Regions from separate parts of the Hordeum vulgare genome. Here region 1 is linked to region 2. The links are chromatin contacts, called in public Hi-C maps. All regions are on one chromosome and are shown on one strand. Each heading gives the region's core, a stretch centred on a gene start, on an enhancer-like site or on the middle of the called end of the contact. The rest is flanking DNA. Distances are from core to core; before and after follow the strand shown.

Region 1 (7,142 bases), core at 2,924-5,423, 130 kb after region 2:
ATGAAACATCTACCTGCTCAGTTTTCGCTAGTCTTCCCATTACCATTGAAACGTATAATTTCAGTTTTCCAGGTTCCAATATTCGGGTTTTGACTTGATATTTATTTTAGAAAAGAAGGGTTTTGACTTGATATTTATTTTAGAAAAGAAGGTGCCTTGACTGTAATGGACGTCATGTAATCCAACAACATTAAGCGGATAGTACCAACCAGTCTAAGCGTCCCACAACGGGCATCGCATATGCACACGCTTAGAATTCGCGCCGCCATCTTGCATAGATCTTGTCGGTCCCATCTGTCATCGACGTAATCATCACACCAGCTAGTGCCAACAAACTACGTGCGCCCTTCAAACCGCATCCAATGTCGAAATCCACTACTCCATGCCGCCAAGACCCACCGTCTTCAATTGATTAGGGCATGCTATCTGCAACTGCCAACAAACACAAGAGGTGCCGACCATCACATAGCTCTAATGACGACGCCTTCAAGAAGGACATGACACCATAAACATCGTTGCCGCCCTAGGGTTTTCACCTGAGAGGCAGTGACGTGGGAAGAGGCAGGGCGGAGCCGAGCGACGTCTCCAGGAAGAAATTGCCGCTCTCGAGTGTCGTCGCCGTCGTGGTCGGCAGGAGCCGACCAATGGATTATCCCAATCTAGATCCTCACCTCCCTCTCCGCCCCATCCCGATGACCGGCTAACAAGGTGGACAAGTCCGGTAAGACGAAGTGCACATAACAAGGAATGGAGGAAGAAGCAGATCGATGCCCTTGGCCACCGGGGCAGCTAGCCGCGACATTGACCCTCCCTTGGATCGCTGGACACCTGATACGGTCACCAGCAGCCCGCTCGCACCGTTGTGCCACCGGATGAGGAGGTCATACCAGGGGCCGCCACCCCCGATCCAATGCCCTCCGCTCCAGATCGGAAGGAGCATCACCAGCGCTGCCGCCACAACCACCGCTGGGACGCTAGTTGGCCGCCGTGCCGCTGAGTTCCAGATCTGGGCTGCACCCTGCCCGCGAGAAGGAGCATTACCTCCGCTGCCACCATCACACGCACGGGCTTTACTCGGTGCCAACCACCGACGACGACATAGGTGGGGAGGGAGGGTGTCACGCCCAAGATGTGATTCTGTCCTTATTTTGGCACAAGGGCCTCGACACGGATAGAAGCGCATCCTTTCATTTTGCAAGAATGGATATCGTTACAAGTACATGTACATAAGAGATGATTATATGGAATTGGTTTACACTCACCACAAGATACAACATGAACAACACAATACAATAATATATTCAATCACCATGTAGAAGAGCACGATCCGACTACGGACGGAAACAAACGATTAAATAATGACGTCCATCCTTGCTATCCCAGGCCATCGCCTAGAAACCATCCTAGATCGAAGAAGAAGAAGAAGGAGAAGAAGAAGAAGAAGAAGAAGAAACTCCAAATAATACAATCATCACACTCACATCAAAGTATCTCTTTACCTGTACCTGCAACTATTGTTGTAGTAATCCGTGAGCCACAGGGACTCAACAATCTCATTTCCAAAGGTATCAAGACTAGCAAACCTTAATGGGTGAGGTATGGTGAAGTGGTGAGGCTGCAACAAGCAACTAAGCATTTATTTGAGTGGCTAAATTACGAGTATAGGAATAAAAGGTGTGTGTGGGGGGGGGTGATCTACGCATAAACAGACGTGACTAATGATGATCAAATGAATGATCCTCAACACCTACTTACGTCAGACATAACCCCATCATGTCCTCTTCCAGATGCAGAACTCGTGAGAAGATACAGTCACGGTTACGCTCACAGTTGGCATAGTTTAATTAAGTTTATTTCAAGTTATCTAGAACCGGATGTTAAACAAAGTTTCTAAGTGCCACATAACCGCGGGCACGACTTTCCGAAAGATTTAACCCTGCACGGGTGCTCCAACTAGTCCATCACAAACTACCACACGCTGCGTCGGAAACCTCGATCATGGAAAACCCGTGATCTCCTTGGATTCCTAGTGGAGAACCTAAACCTTGAGAAAACCAAAAGTATCCTCGGAATCCCTCGCACAAGACGTTCGAAAAAGGTAAAACAAATCTAACAAGGCCGCTTGACGTGCCGACAATCCCGATAGGAGTCGCGTATCTCGTTCTCAGGCCACACCGGATGAGCAGTACGTACAGTGGCCAGATAGAAATTCCCCGAGTTGCCCCGGATGGCCCCGCAAGTGGCCCTATTTGGGACCAACACCATCAGCACTCGCCCCCCTGTATTATGTTGAATTACTCCTCGGGTAGCCCTAACTCCCTATGTGTTAGTTAATTTTCAGTATTATTGTGTTGGGAAATCTAGTACCAATGTTGGGCCTTTCCAGAACAGTTTTATCCCAGAAGAAAATCTAGGGAGTGTTAGGAGCGCTCAATTATGGAACATAAGACCGGTAGCCGAAACTAAGGCGGCAAAGATGGAACAAAACACTAGGCTAAAAGGCCAAGCTTTCCATCTTTTACCAAGTATATAAGTGCATTAAATTAAATAGCAATAATATGGTGATATAACAAGGAACCCATGTTTACACATGGAATCAAATGCACCTCCAACTAGCAACACTATCACAAGGCTGAGCAAGCGGTAACATAGCCAAACAGTGGTTTGCTAGGTTGTGGAAAGGTTATAGGCTTTTCATGGCAATGTTGGGAGGCTTATTAAATCGGTGGTAGGCAACGAGACATAGCGAAAGAAACAAGACAACTAGCATAGTAATAGAATCTAGAGAAATGGTCATCTTGCGTGTGATCCCGCTTGGAAGAAGAATGAATCTGTGAAGTAGACGAGCCAACGTAGTCGAACGAATCCTCACACTCTGACACGCTTACGGAACTCTATCGAGAAGAAGCAATCCAGAAAGAAAAATCAATGCATGATATTCACCATAACATATGCATGACATGATGCACAAACATATATGATGCATGTCCGGTTTAATTATGCAAGGCATGGCACATCACAACAATTGAATACTACACATTAAGTGAAGCTCAATATGCAACAAGTTGCATATTGACGAAACTCCACGTTTATATATTTAGTTCACTCTCCTTTAGGTACACGACAATATTAAATGTTGTTAAACATGGCAAGAGGCAAAGCATAATTAAACTACACTATCTAGGCATTTTAAATAAGGTCGGAAACATCACATAGCATCTTCGAAATGACCACATGTGTTAATTTCAAAATTGGTCCAGATCCGAACTAATATATTTTAATATTTATTAAACAGCAAAATAAGGTGGATCATGTGATTCTACACGTTATTCTAGTCGATTTACATATATAAATCATCTAAAACGGAGTTACGGTCTAAAAGATATGAAGAACACAAGATGACATTGACATGAATGCAAATGTATGCAAATGACAGCCACAAGATATTAAATCATGGATGCACATGGTATTATGAAGATACACGGTATCCTACACAAGTTTAAATGAGGGAGGAACAACGAATAATAATTCCAGAAAGTCCCCATATGTTAATTTTCCATTTGCTACAAATCTGCCTAAAACGCAATATTAGAGTTATCATGTTGTTCTATACATAATCCTAGCCAAGTTACATATATAAAACATTTTAATCGGAGTCATGGTTTAATATTTATGAATTAAACCGTTTTAGCATGGCATTTATGCAAATTAAATGAAAACAGAAAGTTAATCATATTCAACATGGTGCAAGTTGGTTATTGTGAAACTACAAAAAATTCTAAGCACTTTTCATATATTAAGTTTTTAAATCCAAGGCACAATTAATTAGCTATGAAGTAAAACATTTTAACATGATATCACGCAAAACGATGCAAACACCATATTTAATAGTTTTTTAACATGCATGAAAGTGGAATATTATTAATCTACATAAAATTCTGGACATTTTACATACCTACATTATTTTCATCCAATGCACGGTTAAATATTTATGAGCATTTTAAAATACGCATTTTTCTATAAATACGAAAGTCCCTGGAAATTAGACAAATTCATAACGCAGAAAAAAAATGAGTTAGGCCAAATCTACTGCAAACAGGCCAACAGTGCCCGAGCGTAAGATACCTAAAGGTCGTAGACGCACACAATAGACGGGACTTGGCGCTGGCTTCTGCTTACTTTGCGGGCCTCGGCCCAGCTCGGTGGCACCGTTGGGCACAGGAGCGAGGCGGCCTTGGAGAGGAGGTCCGATGGAATTTCCTATTCAACGCTCCATGCGGCAAATAGCCGCTGCTTCGCACAGGGGTGCGACCGAGCGACTGGGTTTGGCCGGCCCGTTCAAACTTTGACTGATTCCGGTTTTGGAACCTTCTAGGGTTCCAGCCGGTTTTACCTGTTTTGGGAAACTTCTAGAAGGTTCCCTTAACCTGTTTTTTTATTTTTCTATTTTTTCTGTTTCTGTTTTTGTTTTTTGTTTTCTATTTCTGTTTCAAAATTGTTCTGAATTTTCAAAAAATGTTCTGGATTTTAGGAAAAACGGTCCAGAATTTGTAAAAATGTTCTGGAAATTGAATAAAATATTTTGGAATTTGGAAAAATGTTACGGAATTTAATTGTTTTTCTGGATTTTGAAAAAATGTTCCGGAATTTCATACTGTTCAAGATTTTGAAAAAATGTTCCGGAATTTGTTAAAATGTTCCGGATTTTTTAAAAATATTCCGAAATTTGAAAAGATGTTCTGGAATTGAAAAATCTTCCGGAATTTTAAAATGATCCAGACTTTTAAAAATTAGTATTCAAATTCTAAAAATATTTTATACTTTTAGGAAAATGTTGGGGATTTTCCAAAAAATATTTAGAGAGCAGAAAATGGAAAAAACTACAATCGTTGTTCACCAATTGGGTCGGCCCAGTGGGGCGTCACCCGAAGCCCCGACTGGTTGCCGTACTGAGCAACGAATAGGAGGTCCCAGCTCCTATACGGCACTGCAGGCCCCAGTTCGCGCTCCTCGAGCCTCCAGTGCCCCATGTTGGGCCGGCCCATGAATCATCAGCTGGCGCCGTGCTGCAGGCCCTGCAAAAATTTCATTGATTTTCAAAAACATAAATTTCAAAACGTACATTAAAATTCCATTCGATTAAAAAGCAATTAATCAGATTTGCGAAAAGTTTAATGATTGTGAAAAAAAGGTCACCGATTTTTAAAATATGTTCATGGATTTTCAAAAAGTTCACAAAATTTTAAAAAATCTTCCATTTTGAAAAACGAATTCATCAATTTTTAAAAACAGGTCATTGATTTGGAAAACAGTTCATGAATTTTAAAATAAGTTCATCCCAAATATGAAAAAAAAAATCATGGATTTGGAAAAAAGTTCATTACTTTCGAAAAAGTTCACCATTTAAAAAAAATCATCCCAAATTTGAATAGAAATTCATAGATTTTTTTAAAAATTATCAAATTCGGAAAAAGTTCATCGATTGAAAAAAAGTTCATCCCAAATTTGAATAAAAATTCATTGATTTGAAAAGAAGTTCATTAATTTCGAAAAAAGTTCATCAATTTAAAAAAACTTCATCCGGAATTTGAATAAAAATTCATTGATTTTAAAAAAAGTTCATTGATTGAAAAGAAGTTCATCTCAAATTTGAATAAAATTCATTGATTTGAAAGAAAGTTCATTAATTTCGAAAAAAATTCATCAACTGAAAAAAGTTCATCCCTAATTTGAATAAAAATTCATAGATTTTTAAATAAGTTGATCAAATTCGAAAAAAATTCACCCCTAATTTGAAAAAATCATTGATTTGAAAACAAGTTCATCAAATTCGAAAAAAGTTCGTAGTTTTTTTTGGAAAAAATCATGAGATTCAAAAAAGAATCATAGAATTCGGAAAAGTTCATCGTTTTTGAAGAAAAATTTCATCAAACTTGGAAAACAATCATTGATTGTGAAAAAGGTTCACGAATTTAAAAATTGTTCATCACATTTAAAAATAAATTGCAAAATTTGAGAAAAGTCAACGCATTTGAAAAAGAAAAAGGAAGCAAAAAAGAAACAGATAAAAAGATAAGAAAAATAAAAAAGCAACCAAGCCATTTAAAAAAAAACTAGAAAACCGGTCGCGATCTAGAGAAAGAATATAGAGGAGAATACGATACTTATCGCACATTGTGGGTTGCCTCAAGTGGTTGGAGCGTTTCTAACATATGTGCTAGGTGTGTGGTTCGAATTCGTTCATGGCCCTTTTTTCCAATTTTACAGAATAAGAGAATAAAAGTATCTCGGTCGGCCCAAATCGCGGCAGAGGGGTATGCGCTGCAGGCGCCGGTTAGCAAAAATGGCCTATAACCGGCGCGTATGGCGATAAATAGGATTTGCCGCCTTGGAGCGACTCGGCTTGGGCAGCGGTCGCCTGGGCCGGGGCGAGGCCGTAGCTGGCAGGCGCGCGCAGCGTTAGCCATGCCCACCCACGGGCGTTGCAGGTCGGAAGTTTACGCGACCGAGCGCTGGAGAGAGCGAGCGCCCGAGGCAGTTAACGTGAGCAGGGCTGCGGGCATCACCCATGGCGGCGGGCAGGCGAGGCACCGACGGGGATGCGCGGATACGGGGCGGGGCGGCCCAGATCCGGCCAGCGGCAACGACGGCGGGCTCAAGGCGGCGGCGACGAACGCATGCACGCACCATGGCCGGCGAAGGAGCTCCAGCAAGACCATGGCAGGGACGGTGGCGAGGGGCTCCATCCAGCATGGGGCCCCGGCGAGGCGCAACGTCGCCGGCACGCGCGGGGCGGCCCGACGGCTGGACTGGTGTGGCGGTGCGGTGGAGGCTGCGGGCAGTGTTGCGGCTGCGCGGTGGAGCGCGGGCTCTGCGGTAGCCGGACATGTCTGGTTTTTGGCGCGGACGTGTCCAGGTGGGGTTTTTTGGGCAAATATGAGCCTCTATTCTCATGTCTGAGGGCTGAAAATGGCTGGGAAGGTGTGGTTTTTGGGATTGGATGAGGTGGAGCTAGCATGTGGAGTTTTTGAGGGGGCTGCAATTTTGGCTAGGGGGTTTATAGAGAGAATGGACATTGGTGAGCTGGACCTCCGTCCGATCGCGATCCAACTACCACGAACGGAGGGATGGGCTAGGTGGGT
Region 2 (6,707 bases), core at 1,004-3,503:
TGCGTCACGTCTTCATCCTCAGGCACCGGTTCATGACAAACCCATTGCAGTATCAAGTTATGCAGAATGCAACAAGCAAGAACAAGCTTAACTTGAGTGGGGAGAGTGTGTAACGACTTTTGATCTAGGATCTGAAACCCGTTCTTTAGAGGTCCAAATGCCCTGTCAATAGTAACTCTAAGACTGGAGTATCTGAGATTAAACAACTCCTGTGGAGTCCTATGATAGTTCCTACCAGGCAACTCGTTGAGATGGTAGCTGGTTTTCCTGAAGGGTGGAAGAACACATAGCAGACATGCATAACCATTATCACCTAGGTAGAACTTGCCACCGGGAATGTTGATGCCATTAGGATGACTCATGTTGTTACCGCATGTGCTGACCCTTCCCATCCAACCAACACATATGTGAACTTTAGATGAAAGTCAACAGAGCAAGCACATTCTGGCATGTGTAGTGCTTTCTACCCATGTATGTTGTTGACTGTGACATCGGCACTCTGGCAGTGACATTAGTACCATTTATTGACCCAATGCAATCCTGAAAATGGTAATACAAGATAGTATTATGGTTATAGCCAAACAATACAAGCATATCAAGCCATGCACTACATACTTTCACTGCTTACCTTGAAGTATGGATACCATATTGGGCTTGTTTGAATCTTGGTAGGATTCCGGTCAACCTGATAATCTCCTCTGAGCTCCCCAACATCATAGATCACTTTTGCGAAGTACTTCGAAATGGTCTCCATTGATCTCCTGAAGGTGTTGTGCATAACCATGAACCTCTAGTTATGACCAACAACATGGAGGAACATGTCCACTTGCTCTTCCACACTGGTGTGGGTGCTATCTTGTAGCATCCCCATGCTCCTGAATGTCTCGACAAGCCTGGCAAATGGTGCTCATTTCATTCTTACCATCCACAGAGCCTATGTATCGTTGCAGTTGCAGATATAGTTCATATTCGTCATCCTCTCCTGATGCGAATACGCATTGGATCATAAGTGATAACATGCCTCTCACCACGACGAACAACTCTCTTGTGCATGAACATGATCCATGCCTTAAACACAACTATTAGTGCTGCAACATGAACTACCAGCTTCATGTGTGCGTCCATAACCTAGTCGACATCGATGGTGTGTTGAGCAATGAGGAAAGCAATCCTACACCTTGCCTAATGGCCTAACATAGGGGGGAGGGGGTGTTGCTTACCGACATCGCAGAAGACGACGACGAAGGGACGGGGGGGGGGCATAGTTGAGTCAAGGACGACCGCGGTGGCCAACAGGGAGGGGAGCAACAACTCCTGTTGCGGGAGAGTCTCCATCTGTGTCTGCCGCCTCCGACGCATCATCTTGCGCAGATATGAGTCGCCGCCGTTGTCGGTGATGAGGCTAGAGGAAGTGTGTGTCCTGGAGGTAGTGGTGACAGAGTAAATTGGGGGAGGGGGAGGGGGGAGGGGCGAGGCTAGATTTGGCGTCGTCATGCCGCGGCCGATTTCCATTTCCCGCCATCCCCACTCGATTTCGGATTGCTCCCGAGCATGCGAGCTGCGTCCCCTTTACGCCATGCTCAGTGTGACTTGTTGAAACTGTCGATTCGAGGATTTTCAGTGAGTCATGCTCAAAGCTGCTTTAAGTTTACTGTCAATGAGAACCAGCCCATCCTGTATGAAATCAAACATGTTCTTTTTGACCTAACTCGATCTAATTAAATGTACGTGGGCCACCAAACACGTCCATATAGTTTGCACCGAGTGAGTGTGCGTAAGCTTAAAATAAACATTGGTCGCCTTTTAGCAAGTTACGATAAGAGCAAGTACAATAAGGTACACTCAGCAGACTGTAAGGATTAAAATACTATATTTTTGCCGAGTTGTATGATAGAGAAGAGGAGAGAGAAGGGAAGCGGGCTCTTCGTGAAGAGCTAGCTCTAGCACGTGCTCCTAGGTGTTTTGTGAGAATGAAAGGTGGGTCATATATGATAAAAGTAATACTCTTTTATAGCTAACTATTGTACAAGCTAGCTATAAGGTGGGCTATAAGATGGCTTATAGCCAGCAGTTGGCTATACTATTAACCATGCTCTAAAGATAGAGAAAAAGCACACGCGAGCTCCTCGGATACCGCCGCAGGGCGGAGTGGTTGTGTACAAGTGGAGTTTACCGCCATCCATCCGTTAAAAAAGGATGGCCGTTCTTGTCATTTCGTCCCAAGCCTCAACCTCTCTCTCAATAAATACCCAGAAATATCGCCACCTCTCCCTCTCTCTCCGGAGAGAAGGAAGGAACTGAGCGCGCACGGCGACACATCTGGCGGCACGCTTCCTTTGGCCCCCAGCGCTCCTCGTACGCACGCACGCACGCACGAACACGCACAGCGGCGCGGTCGCCGGCGGTGGGGATGACGAGGCGGTGCTCGCACTGCAGCAACAACGGCCACAACGCGCGGACCTGCCCCGCCCGCTCCGGCGGCGGCGTCAGGCTCTTCGGCGTGCACCTCACGTCGCCGCCGGTGGCCGCGATGAAGAAGAGCGCGAGCATGAGCTGCATCGCGTCGTCGCTCGGGGGCGGCGGGTCCGGGGGCTCGTCCCCGGCCGCGGGGCCGGGGCCCGGCGGGGTCGCCAGGGGAGGGGGCGAGGGCGCGCCGGGGTATGTCTCCGACGACCCCATGCACGCCTCCTGCTCGACCAATGGCCGTGCCGAGCGCAAGAAAGGTACTGCTAAGATCTTCCGTCAATGGCTTGCTTGCTCGTATCTTGATTACGATCTCCTCTGCTTGAATGAGTGAAATGCTGTAGAACATTCACCACTCTTTAAACGCTCTTCTCCTTGAATTACCTCCGTGAGCGAGCTAGGAAAATGGCGTCTTGGTTTCCTGCCATTGGCGCATCTGTTTGCTTCTGGTTAACTCATCGCCTTCAGGTGCATCTACCTACCGCGGCGCCTCATGCAGCGCTTAGCCTTAGCGGTATGATGAATAAAATAAAACCTCCAGTTAGTAGAGGAAAGAGCTTGTCGTCTCCCCTAATTATTTAGTGTTTTTAATCTCTAATTATTTAGTTAGTTTGCTCCAAATTATGTACTATATTGTTTCAGGTACCGCATCTTGTGTACTATAGAAAACATAATTTTTTAGGTGAATCGTATAGTTTACCCTTCTTCTTTTTAGTTCCTCGTATACTTTCGCTTCTCTGAAGATTCATATGCAACCAAGATGCCATACTAATGATAAGCAAATCTCCTTTAAATAATAGAGTAAACATCAAAGCGCGCGAAGTCCCAGTTCCATTGAAGAAACCAACAAGCGCTCCAAAAATTCTCTATTTTTTGTTCTTCCTACATAAGCAAATTATTTTTGAATGGATGTCAATAGTTTGAACACATGCTCAGAATTTGTCCGCTGATACCATTGTTTCCATGCGATATTTATGAACCGTCCAGAATGGCCGACACAAATCAACTTACCTCCACATCTTTTCTCACCTGATTAATAACTTACCTCCACATGTGCATCACAAGGCCTCTGTAGATCACATTGCGGGGCGACAGTGACTGGCCACGAATAAAAGAGCCCCACAAGTCCCGCCCTGATGTCTCTTTGACCTTTATTTAATCACCTGATCCTAAAAGAATCTAGCCATATTAATTTCCAGCTGGTTTGACCAGTCCTAGATGTTTGCAGTGATATGCTATTCTATTGTATGATTGTACTCCCGCCCTGGGGTACTTTATTATTGGCACTTGGCTTCAAAGGGACTGTAGGAGCCAAGTGCCCTTTTAGTTGCTTACTTATACACTAAGGTATAGGTCTGTCAGATGTCATCTTTTCTTCCCCTTTTGTACTATTGTATTTTGCTGTTAAGTCTTCTGTGCTAATGGTTATAAACTAAGTAAATTATGTCACCTCAAACTCAAACATTAGGAAAATGATTATAACGGAGTGCCCTTGTTTTATATGGGGCAACATCTTAGTTGATATAAAAATGCCTACCTCTTACATGGCAATATCATGTCATTGTACTGTACTGTGGAACTTCCAGTTGAGTCACTCATGAATTGAATCAGGGGAAACTTTGTGTTTGTGGGACAGAGATACAGATTAACTTGGTAACAGTTTATCTTTCAGAAGCTAGACACAACGGTTTCCTGAACTGTTTTTTTTAAGGTAACAAAGTCAAAAGCTCGTGGTTTAATCAAGTTCAGATAGCAATCCTTTTTCTGAAACGTGTATGGGCAAGTCTCCTTAGTTACATTATTATTGTCAGTGCAGCTTCCAATCATAGACCTATTTGTGCTTCAGGTACACCTTGGACTGAAGAAGAGCATAGAATGTTTCTACTGGGTCTGCAGAAGCTTGGCAAAGGGGACTGGCGTGGGATATCTCGTAGTTTTGTTGTTTCAAGGACCCCAACTCAGGTGGCCAGCCACGCCCAGAAGTACTTCATCAGACAGACAAACTTCTCAAGGCGGAAGAGGAGGTCAAGCTTGTTTGACATGGTCCCGGAAATGGTATGCAATTTTTTGCTGTACATTATAAAACCGATTGTCTGCCTTCTCCACATATGTTAAACTATGCGCTCATACTTGTGCTTTCCTCTTCAACCTGAAGCCAATGGATGAGTCCCCCGATGGCGCGGAAGAGTTTACGCTCTGCAGCACTCAAGATGAAACAACTAATTCAAATAAACTGTCACTGTTTCATCTCGGGCGACCGAAGGAAGCAGAATGTGATAAAGATCTGCCAACTTTGCAACTAAGGCAGCACGAAGAATCTGAATATGCAGGGCGTTTATTAGAAGCACCAGATTTTGAGATGAACAATGGTGTATCATTCAAGGCCGCATCTGTCTCGACAGTGCCGGCGTTCTACCCAGCATTGCTCCCTGTTCCACTAACACTTTGGCCTGCGAATGTTTCTAACGTGGAAGCAGCAAACGCAACCCATGAAGTTCTAAAGCCCACTCCTGTGAATGTAAAGGAGGCAATTAAGGCGGATGAGGTTGTCAGTATGTCCAAGCTCAGCATTGGTGGTGACAGCTCTAGCTCAATGGAACCTTCTGCTCTTTCCCTTCAGCTTACCGGGCCGACAAATACAAGACAATCGGCTTTTCATGTGAGCCCACCAATGACTAGAACTGACCTAAGTCAGGGAAACAACAGCCCAATCCATGCAGTTTGAAGAGTCATGGAATGGGCCTTCCTAGTCAGATCTTACAGATTGTATTAATGGTCCTGATACTCTAAAATGTTGCGTAAGCTCCTGCGCTTGTACTTTTGTACCGTAACAGCTTCTAAGCTAATGTATCACCATCTTATTTATTTTTTCATTAATAAAGGTAGAGATATACATGTCACTGAAAATACCCTATAACTTGCCTGTCAGGAATCTCAGACTATTGTTACCTTTAATCTTTATGGATACAACTTCGCTGCTTTGGAGATTTTTGTATGCAAACTTTATAATTAGACATATGACTTCTTTCAGTCTACAAAGTTACATATCTATGTGAGTTTGCTAAAGCACATAAAGCTAAATAGAATGATTTATGTAGGTTGTTGGTATTTATATTTTTGTAGACCGTTAAATTCTTTGACTTCTTTCTTTGAAGCCGGGTTGTTGGTATGTTAGCTTTTAATTACCAAGGGATGGAGATTTTGCATTTTTTTTCTGTTTTGGTCTTTGTTTGTGCCGTTGTAAACTTGTTCCTTGGGTGGGAGGGTACCCTCTCTTCCTACTGACACTAAAATGTCAGTTCTCTCTGATTTCACTAAGATGGAGCGAACTGAAACACCAGATCGGCATTGGTGTTCCTTTGGTTTGTCGCATTGTTTTTACGGAACATCTATTTGCTTAATTTTAGTCTAGCAAAAGCTCGAGTTGAAGCGTATACATTGAGTATTATGCGAATGTGAATCATTCTGGGATTGACTTGATATTTTTTTAAATTGGCTTATACCCCTCTCCATTACTAAGAACAGAAATACACCAGTTCAAGGGACGGGAAAGAAAATAAAGTGGGTTCAACGCACTGCCAGGAAACCCGCCACATTCGCCCGCCATTGAAATGAATGCTACGGGGCTAAAACCTGGCAGCACCATAATCCAAATCTACCCTATTACATGCCCAGAATGGCAGAGCCCTCAAGCAAAACATAACTGAAGTCTCATCATCCAATCCTACCAAAACAGAACAAAATGAGCCAAGACCCAGAAAGACAGCAAAATGCCCGCACTTCAGTAGATCTTTGGATCTAGGCCATCATCGGTTTACCAGACCAGGTTATCTCCCGCGTCAGTGGCCGCCCTCCTGGATGCCTCGCAGAGTCTCATCAACTTCATGTTGTTCGACCTGATCATCCCAGTGCCTTGCCGCAACTTCTCCTCCTCTCCAGCTGGTTAAATACTTGCCCAGTAGAGAGGGATTGACTTCATATGGTCCTCTTGGTAGCCTATTTGCATAATGTTAAATGTCTGGAACACCTGTTTTATCAGCAGTTGTGTACATGGAACAGAGGCATGCAGCTATGAGTGGCTGAAATGCTGACTGCCAACTTGGCCATGCCGTCTTCATTAGCCACTCATGCCGAAAAGCAAGAAGATCATTTACCTACTCGGGGACGGGCAGAAATTAAGCTTGGGGATATCTATAAGTTTTTATTGTTCCATGCTGTTATATTATCATCTTAAGATACTTTTT

The links. A called contact is a pair of places that touch in the nucleus more often than the background predicts.
Region 1: a Hi-C map of leaf shows a contact between it and region 2, with 2.7 times the contacts expected there. The contact joins the enhancer-like site here to the promoter of LOC123442916 in region 2. A contact is called at or near these places in 2 of 6 Hi-C or Micro-C datasets (leaf and seedling).

What each region holds. Positions count from the first base shown.
Region 1 is chr3H:48,083,263-48,090,404 of MorexV3_pseudomolecules_assembly, forward strand. No RefSeq gene overlaps it. Among protein-coding and RNA genes, the nearest start is that of LOC123442916, 120 kb to the left of the region's middle. Within about 2 kb of position 4,174, at least 3 of the 3 cell types and tissues checked have open chromatin away from gene starts, as enhancers often do. A contact at or near this core is called in leaf and seedling, where this site is marked.
Region 2 is chr3H:47,960,106-47,966,812 of MorexV3_pseudomolecules_assembly, forward strand. LOC123442916 (transcription factor MYBS3-like) reads left to right here and starts at 2,254. Exons shown (of 3, transcript XM_045119100.1): 1 at 2,254-2,723; 2 at 4,310-4,518; 3 at 4,619-5,370. The coding sequence starts at 2,411. The coding sequence ends at 5,188.